Linked DNA regions of Gasterosteus aculeatus: region 1 is linked to region 2. The links are chromatin contacts, called in public Hi-C maps. All regions are on one chromosome and are shown on one strand. The core of a region is the stretch at or near the end of the contact, and the rest is flanking DNA. Distances in the headings are between cores, read along the strand shown.

What was found. Hi-C and Micro-C count contacts between places; a contact is called where the count stands out from the background.
Region 1: a contact with region 2 is called in a Hi-C map of skeletal muscle, with 4 times the contacts expected there. The contact joins the enhancer-like site here to the promoter of pparab in region 2. A contact is called at or near these places in 4 of 6 Hi-C or Micro-C datasets (skeletal muscle, tail fin and whole body).

Annotation. Positions count from the first base shown.
Region 1 is chrX:21,138,273-21,142,944 of fGasAcu3.hap1.1, forward strand. No RefSeq gene overlaps it. Among protein-coding and RNA genes, the nearest start is that of wnt7bb, 13 kb to the right of the region's middle. Within about 2 kb of position 2,814, at least 1 of the 9 cell types and tissues checked has open chromatin away from gene starts, as enhancers often do.
Region 2 is chrX:21,098,952-21,103,548 of fGasAcu3.hap1.1, forward strand. pparab (peroxisome proliferator-activated receptor alpha b) reads right to left here and starts at 2,642. Exons shown (of 7, transcript XM_078082995.1): 1 at 2,507-2,642.

The DNA.
Region 1 (4,672 bases), core at 1,564-4,063, 39 kb after region 2:
GCGAAGCTGCAGAGCCTTCAGTTCAAACTAAATCTCATTGTTCCGATTTTCCACAGCTAAGGGGTCCCCGGCCCACCCCCCACTCCATAACACTCCCAGAACCTCAGTCCGCGTGTCCCACCCCAGTCTCTGTATTCCACTATAGCTCTGAGTGCTGTTAGTCGGCGTGAACAGGGCTGTACCTCTCAGTGTCTGCAGGCGGTCCATGAAATGCACTCCTCATTGGGAGTACAGATGGCAGCTGATGAGGGATTATCTGCTGGCACACTCCCCACCATAGTCTTCAATTAGTTCAGGTCAGTTATGTATCCTTTATGTCATGTACCTTTCCCACGGCTTCCTCATGAACACCACACCGATGTCCTGCAACGTAGGCTATATGACGGTGTTTCCTACAAAGGCTATCAGATTGTTTTAGAAATGAGCTTCAAATAACATCATTGCTTTTTCGGGGAGATACAAGTGATAAAAGCGAGACTGAATTTTGTAGCAGATGGTATTTGTTGTTAGAAATGGCGTGTTAGATTATAATTCAGGTTCTCTCACACACAACACATTCATTGAGTGCATTGTATTACATACATTATATTTGGTTATAGTGCCACTATCCTGTATTAGCATTTTAATCCAGCGTTCTGATTGGCTGAGAGTGAGTCAGAGGGGGCGGATTATTGAGCGATAATGTACAGTACCTGTTCACATTGACCCGAGCGTTCCGTATCACTGCGCACTCACAGTCACAGGTTCATATTTGACAGTTGGTTGACATTTCAGTTTTTAGCTCAGTGGCGATCCGCAAAAAAAAGGAAAGAAGTGATCAGGCAGGGGTGTCAAACTCTAGCAAAGTCGAAGTCATCCGGCGGCCGTCCAGACTCCTGCTTGGGGATACGTGAGCTGCAGCAAACGGACAATTCAGGTGGCGTCATGAGCGATGTGGATGAATGAGATGCTGTTTACGTGCACGTACGGGGACTATTTGTCTACTACGACTACTGAAAGGAGATACACAACTAGTTTGTGCTGAAAGGCAACTATTTACTTACTACTTATAACTTGGCTGGTAACCGTATTATAAAAGCAATAAGGTACCTGAGGCACTACTTTATCTTCAGTGATGTAACAGTTTGAGGGTTGCCGGCCCTCAAACTGTTACATCACTTCCGCTTAGGACCGCTGTGCGTGTCGGGCCTAACAACACCCCTGAACTGTTCAATTATTGGACAATAAAGTATAGCCTCTCGTACCTTATTGCTCAAGTAGAATAATTATACCAATATGCAGAACTCACACACAAGACACTTTGATGTTTATCATCTGAAGTTCAGGAGCCATGCATGCGAATGAAATTGGTCTGCTTCAAATGAGAAGCAGTGTTTGGGGAGGAACACGACATTTGGTCCAACCAGATCTCACTGCTTTAACATCGCTTGAGATTATGTTATAAAGTGTTGGCTCTTCTACTTAACGTCAATCACAACGATCTAATGCCAAGATGCTGTTAAACTGTGAGGAAATACGGTGCCTTTTGGTGCATAAAAAGGATCAATAATTCCATCCAGAGACTATTTTACCACTCAGCAAACAGGAAAGTGACAGCCTGATAGGTCGGACTAGGAGGATGTGATATGAACTGCTAAGCCAGGACTCCCTCATTCATTCAATGTTCAGCTTGTTTTCCATGACAAGTCACCAATGAAATGTCTGAGAAACCTGGAAATCATCTCTGACATAAAAGGCAAATCCCACATGTGTGAACCAGCATCCTCTCATAATCAAATCAGAGCACTTGGACCGTGAACGAATGATCTGTTGCTTATCTCACACTGCTGCGCTGACTTCAGCCTTTTATAAACTATATTCTTATTCCAACTTGAGCAATTACTAACGCCGCCACATATTTTCAACAACACACCACACATACTACCTACTCGCACAAAAAAGAACCACATAAAATATATATTTATTCAATTTTAAATTCAGTTTAATAAACCCCTCAGTGCTGCAGTTAAAAGTTAAAACAGCATGTAAAGGCTGTATTTTATTATTACTCTTTAATATGCAAACAAAACAAAGGCCAACCATTACACCTCCACATAAACACATATTTATATGTGTTGTTCAGTCAGAGTTCATTTCAATATTGGGTAGAGCCTGACTCTACTCTATTGTTCTACTGCAGCTGTGATGGCTGATTTATTGGCTACTCAAACCTTAATTCACTGGTGATTATGTCACGCTGACTTCATAACAGAGTCGTCTCTCTCGCCCTCGTGTGGAAACCGACTCTTCAGCCAATGCTGTCAGAAGCAAAGTCACGTAACTATTAATTCCAACAGGAGGAGGCAAGAGAAGACACCCTGGACATGAAACTACAGAAAAAACTAAGTATCTAAAACCTGCTAGCCAACCGGGACATTCACAAACCTTTCCGTTAACTGCAACAAAACTCTAAAAGGACAGACTCTCCCTTTCTGGATTCATCTTTGAAGTGCCACCACAGCAAACATTGGTTGCAGGTCATAGAATCAGGAGAAAACTATGCACTAAGAGACTTCTACTACCAGCATTTCTATTCAACATTCAGACTTATCTTTGTGGTAGTCGACAGTTTAAACCTTTTATTTCATGTCTGGTTGACTTGACTGCCACCGTACAAAACAGCTTGTGAATTGGCACGGAAGCGAGGCCAGAAGTGGCGTGCACAAAGGCGTATGACAGCCCATTTACCTGTGACCTTCTTTATAAGGACAAGTCTGACAGGATGAGAGCGCGTGCCAGGTGTTTTTGTAGATATGTGGGTTTTATTGCTTTTCCAACGGTGCAATAGGATTAGATCGGCTGGTGGACATGCCTTAACAAGATGTGAGGCGGGCTTTGATAACATACTCGGATGAGCTGTCAATCTTCGGTCATTGGAGTCCATGAACTCGCTCACCCCCGGCCAGCGCAAACGCAAAACAGATTCAAATATGTTGAGTGCAGCTGGGCTTTTTTTTCCGTCTCAGCAGTCAAACACGCACATGCAGCACGAGTACATGTGGCTCATGCACATGTGCGTTTTGCATTCACTACAGCATTTCAAAATGTGCATATATTCCATGTGCACTGCCACATGCAAGTGTGTTATGCATGTAGCAGTGCACATGTGATCCCTGCAATGTGGCGTCTAATATTTAGCTCATGTGGCCTGGCCCTGTCTCTCTGATGCCTGTCAGTGCTCTTGGATCGTCTCCATTTGAGGGTTGGATCCCTCCAGCCGACTCAGGGGATCTCTGCCGCTTCGCTCGCCGTCATCGGACCACATGCCCAACATGGGCTTTACTCAACATGGCATGTGTAAGTCATCGCATATCGTCAAGAGCTGTCAAATGCTGCCTTTCTCTTCATGAGACTCTCATCAAAAAAACCAAAAGCTATAGTACACGGATGAGTGCAAAATAGAACATTCTCCGCCTCATGTCAGTGAGCTGTAAACAAGTGAGACAACAACAGGAAAGACATTAGAATAAGTTTGTGGACCAACATACTCTCTTTCCTCACAGTGAGTGACCTCAACGAACCGACTACGAGACACGATCTACGCCAGTCACTGCACAATACCATTACTGTAGATGCCCCCCCCCCCTCTTCAACCCACCCCGCTCCCAGAGATGACAAACGTGCATTGTCCTCGTCCAGGGCCAGAACAATCACTTCCTTTGTGAGGTCAGGCAAGGTCAAGGATCCTCAAGAACTGAACGACTGTAAAAAAAAAAGATAGACACACTGTATGTGTGGAAAGGAAAGTGGGACCCACTGACTTTCTTTTACATTGTGTTTGACTATAAAATCATCACCACCGGTCTCTAACATTTTGTATTTAGCATAAATGCTCACAGGTGTTTAAACAGAGCCTCTGCGCTGTTACGGAGCCGTGCAGGAGATGATTGGGACGGTTGTGTCCATTCCTGCATCACCCCTTTCGCGTCACCCCTCCTTCTGCGCAAAGGCTGAATCAGCACAACGGGCCTCCAGTGTCGCTCTGCAATGGCATCACCACGAATCTGCTTTGGTGAGCTCCAATGGCAGAACCAGAAGGGTCCCAGTGGGCGCGGTAACCATTTGAAACAGAGGAGATGGCTCAAGTGAAAGAATCACGACAGCAACAAAAAAAAAAAAAGTTTTCCCCTCTAACTCAACTGAGATTTGAGTGGAAACTGTCATCATAAATCAAAAAGAGCTCATGGAACTTGATTCCATTTTAATATTTAAAAGGCATCTGTATTCACTTTTGCTGTGCGTAGACCACTAACCCTACCTGGTAACTAAACATCCAGCAGAGGCGTGATTATTACTCACTAAACGTCTGTCTGAGCCGTGTGATTTGTAGGGAATCTGAGCAGTGGCACAGTCAAGCAGTTCATGGTCCGCTCCAGTAAATGTGCAAATTGGTCTGGACATGGCGAAGATTGATTGTACACGGCTAAGTTATCTGGTGCACGCTCAGTCAGTATAATTTGTTGGGTCACTGGATCCTAATTTCTATCTTCCTATCATTCTCATAATCTTTTAATCATCTGGGAAAAGATTATCTCATTGGTAGCAGTATATTTTCTGGTTTTGTAACAAGACGCCGACTGACAAATGCAGAAATAGACAGAAAAGTTGTCCTTTACTTGAGCCAGTGCTTCAT
Region 2 (4,597 bases), core at 1,392-3,891:
AACACGTCACTTTAACGCTTCGCCAAACACTCCGCGATCATTAAAGGATCTGCAGTCCTACTCAGCGGAATGATAAGGGAGTGAAGACCTTCGATCCCCGGGTCGATTGAACCACAAAGTGGACCCTGGCTTTCAGGGGGGCTCTCGTGTAAGAGCCCAGGGGTCCGAGGGCCCCGCTGGAACTCCGTTTTAAGAAGGGGACAGACGGACGGAGCATCCGTCTTCAGATCACCTTCAGACTCTCAGCTCAGCAAAGAGATCGATTACCACAAGTCTCTTTTGACCGTGTGCATTTTGAAACATCAGCAAACCTTCAACTAGGGAGTCACTGATCAGACTTTTTCAGTTCCGATGTAACTGTCTCTTTGGGTGTCTTCTGGTACGAGTGCCAATCCAATACCAGTGTCCGTATACCTCCGAATAGAAGGTCCAACCAGGATCTCGCTCACGGGAGAGCATTCAAGTGTTGAATACAATGACAATCAACCGTATCTTCAAGCACTTCAGCCATCGCGCCGTCCCAATGTCATCTAACAATCAAAGTAAGAGCGGAAGGCAGAGTCAGATGTTGGTTAGGGTTCTTTACTCTGTAAACGCATTCTATGTCTGGTTTTAAAAGTGTTAAACCTAAACCTTAAAGTTAAGTCTGCCTGTGGAGAAAGCACCGCCAGTTATAGAGAGGAAATCATGAATGAATAGTTAAGCAGCAGAGTTCTTTTGACACTTCTGTTAGCTATGAATGATCACACCCAACGGGAGAAGGAGTCACCGAGAGAGAGACAGAGAGACAGAGACGCTTCAGGAGTGACAGCACCTGCAGCCGCACATTAACTGCGCATTCGTCCATGTAAAACGTCACAGTACAGACTTCCTTCTGCAAAGGCACACGGCCACTGGCGACAAGAAAGCATGAATCCTATCGTTTTTAAACCTGCCCTTGACGTTTGGTTCAAACCCATCTTTGCTGCATGACATTCACTGTCTGTCCTCCCCCAATACGGTCTGTGTGCCTCAAATCTAACTTTTCAAACTAGACGACACCCTCCAAACTCCTCGGTAACAATATTTACACTCATGCAGGTGCTTCCATTGGAGCGCAGAACTGACACAAACAACGTCTCGCATTGACTGCCTTGACCTTTGGACATTGCTGTCCCTATGCTGTCCCTATGCTGTCCCTATGCTGTCCCTATGCTGTCCCTATGCTGACCTGAGGCCCCCGAGGCAGGACCTCCGTGGCGGGTGAGCAGAGGTGTTGGTGTTGCCTATCGATGCGCTGCGCAGGCTGCAAACCGAAGTCACATGAGTCGTGTGGTCGGGAAGGAGATGCTGATTCCGCCTGCAAACAACAGTCACGTGCGGGTGTGTTGGGCTCTCAAACTGGACACGCGCTAAAATTGAGTGTGCGCCGTTTGCAGGCTGCTGCCATCTCTGCGCACGGAACAACGTCCGCTGACAGGGGGTCTCTCAGCTGCTGCAGGGGGTGAAAGTGCAAATGAAGACATCTACCTTACGAGGGAAAGCCCAATCCGAAGCCTCCATGTCCTCCAGAATCAGGTTTGGGTGGAGAAGCTCTCGCTGTGGGATCGAGACAGCAGCGCGGAGGGAGAGAGGGGAGAGAAAATAGTGCCCGACCCCCAAAAACCCGTTCTTGTTTGTCTCCCAGCAGCGCTGCCGCTGTCATAAATCCCCCACCATGTCCATACAAAGCAGAGCCATGAGTTCACACCCGCAGGAAGTGACGTCATGACTGACAGCTGGAGGCGCGAGAAAGGCGCACACCCCCCGACACACCTATAGTTTCAGCGAATGGAAGGAGCGCAGCGGATTCCTTTGAGGCGGACGCCCCCTAACCACGGGGACAGCAGGAGGAACGTGCCACGCGCGCCCCCACGCGCGCCCCCACGCGCGCATCAAACGAGAGACGAAAAAGGCACGTGGTCTAGGGGCGCTTTTCTGCACGTAACGTGCTGACCACACCAAAACGAGTAATACATGTAGGTAATATGTAGGGATTTTTTATTATACTGGGACATTAAGATTTGTTTCTAAAGGTTTGAGACTAGACACAAATACCAGAATATATAGAAATAATGAAAAGTACAAAACAAACAACATACATAGATACTTATAAAATAATCTCCCAGGCTGTTTGGGCCACGCACCCCTTCTGCATCCCAACTGGGTTCGTGCCCCCCCCAGTCCCCCACACTCAAAGAGAAAAAGTATATTTATAGCTGCATTCAAATGACACCACAGTTTGCTCACACGTGATGTTTATTTATTCCGCTGTTAAATGTTGCAGTGTGAACACAGACCGAACAAAGGAGCAACTCATCACTGCAACACTGTATCATATTCATTCTGAATCAGGACCAAAACTACATAAATACCCTGAAACACTGCGACAAAGTTTCAATAAACTCCACTTACGTCACTTTAAAGGAGCAAAAAGAAGGACGAGGACACACGCACAGGGTCATATTACACAATTAACAATACATACCAATACGTCAATATGGCAGGGTGGTCAGCACCGTTGCTTCACAGCAAGAAGGTCCTGGGTTCCACTCCGCCCAGTGGCCTTTCTGTGTGCAGTCTGCATGTTCTCCCCGTGTCTGCGTGGGTTCTCTGGCTTCCTCCCACAGTCCAGAGACGTGCTCTGGGGATCAGGTTGATTGGGGACTCTAACTTGCCCGTAGGTGTGTGAATGGTTGTGTGTCACTGTGTAGCCCTGCGATTGGCTGGTGACCAGTCCATTGTCTATCGCCTGAAGTTGGCTGGGATGGACTCCTGCCCCCCTGCGACCCCGTGTGCAGGATAAGCGGTTTGCAGATGGATGGAAGATCTTCTCCACACACCTATTAGGACATATCAAAGTATTTTACTTTGACAGTTCTCGTGTAATCACATGTACAGCTTCCCTCTCTTCGATGAATCAAGAATATGTGGCTGGAGGTGACCAGTCCGTTCTCAGCATATGAAGCGCCGTGGAGGCTTTCACATTTCACTGCTGTCCGGTGCATTTTGGACCAAGATCAGCTTCCTGACCGGTGACGATGTCACAAAGTCTCACTTGTACACATGCGTTTTAAACTTAGATTTAAACTGCGTGGAGGAACTTTGGCTGATCAATTAGAAAAGGCCTCCATCCAACTCTGCAACTGAAGATAAAATATCCAACTGAAGGGATTCTGTCAAGACCTTTGCTTATTCTGAGCAGAAGGCCGTTTGCAACTTTCCAGATGCCTTGGCATCATGGTGAAGTTTCTTGGATGTTGACCAGTGTATGGGCCCCTTAATTTAGCCCCCAGAAACCTCTGCACTCATGAGGAGGATCACATGGCAGCTCGAGGGAACATTGCGTCCTGCACCGACTGCAGGCCAGCCAGTCGAACTGTTGCAATAAACTGCCAGTCAACGAAGCGGTTGGGTTTTCTCCAGTCGAGCCACATGCTGAGTGTGCAATCCTTTTCGCTTGTCTCTGCTCGCTTGTTTCTCCATCCAGCTCTCCATCCCGGATCTGTAACAATGACAAGAACATGAGGAAAATGTAGTACTCAGATTCAGTTCCACATCAACAAATCTAAGTATTATTAAAGTATTTAGGGTAAATGGTTGTTAATCAATTGTGTAATGGTTCAGATCATTTCAAGTCCGTTCCTGATTTTGGGTAACAGTAGTGCGAGAAGAACGGTGTTCTCTTCCTCCTGCGCTTTCAAACATGTCACGGGATTTTTTTATCGGCAGATGGAGTTTGCTCTGTTGTCATGGAGACTGATCTGTTTACTTACTTACTTGATATACTGTCAAGTGATAAAATCTATAACCACATTTTGCATGGTGGGTGTTTTGTATTTGAAATTACAATAGGCAGCCTATTATTTTAATTTATTGGAGTGTAAATCGTTGATAAAGTATAGAGAGTAAAAGTACAGTAGGTAAAGTAAAAGTACCTCAGAACTGTACTTCACAATGACATTTGAGTGAAAAACCACTGCAGTACTTGTGACTTCTAGGGAGCAACAATGTACATTTCTACACTAAATAATATAAAAGCCTTCTTGTAGACAAGACACACACACACACACACACACACACACACATAGATATCAGCCACAGTGCACTTGGAGGTCGTCCATGGCAGCTGGTGATTTCTCCATGTGAGGAGGACATGGAGAAACACTGGACCCAGAAGGCGCAGCTCGTTGCAACACGACTCAGGAGAGCAGGCAGGAACCGGGTCGCATGGTCAAGAGTTCTGTCTGGACAGCAGCTGATTTCCCAATGAAGGGGTGACTCAGACGGCTTTACACATTCAGACAACCCAACGGCAGATGCCCCATGTCTGTCCCTCAGCTGCACGTGGATGAGATGAAACAGACTAGGAAGCAGGAAATCGCTGAGGGGATTCATGCTGATAAAATGGGGCGTGTCCCAGGAGTTGTGTTTAGTGGGGGATTTACCTTTGTTCACCTTTATTAGATCAGATTAGATCTTTATTGTCATTGCACAGGTACTGACACAACAAAATGCAGTTTAGCATCCAACCAGAAGTGCAAGAGAGCAGATAAAGTGCAGTATAGAGTATATATGA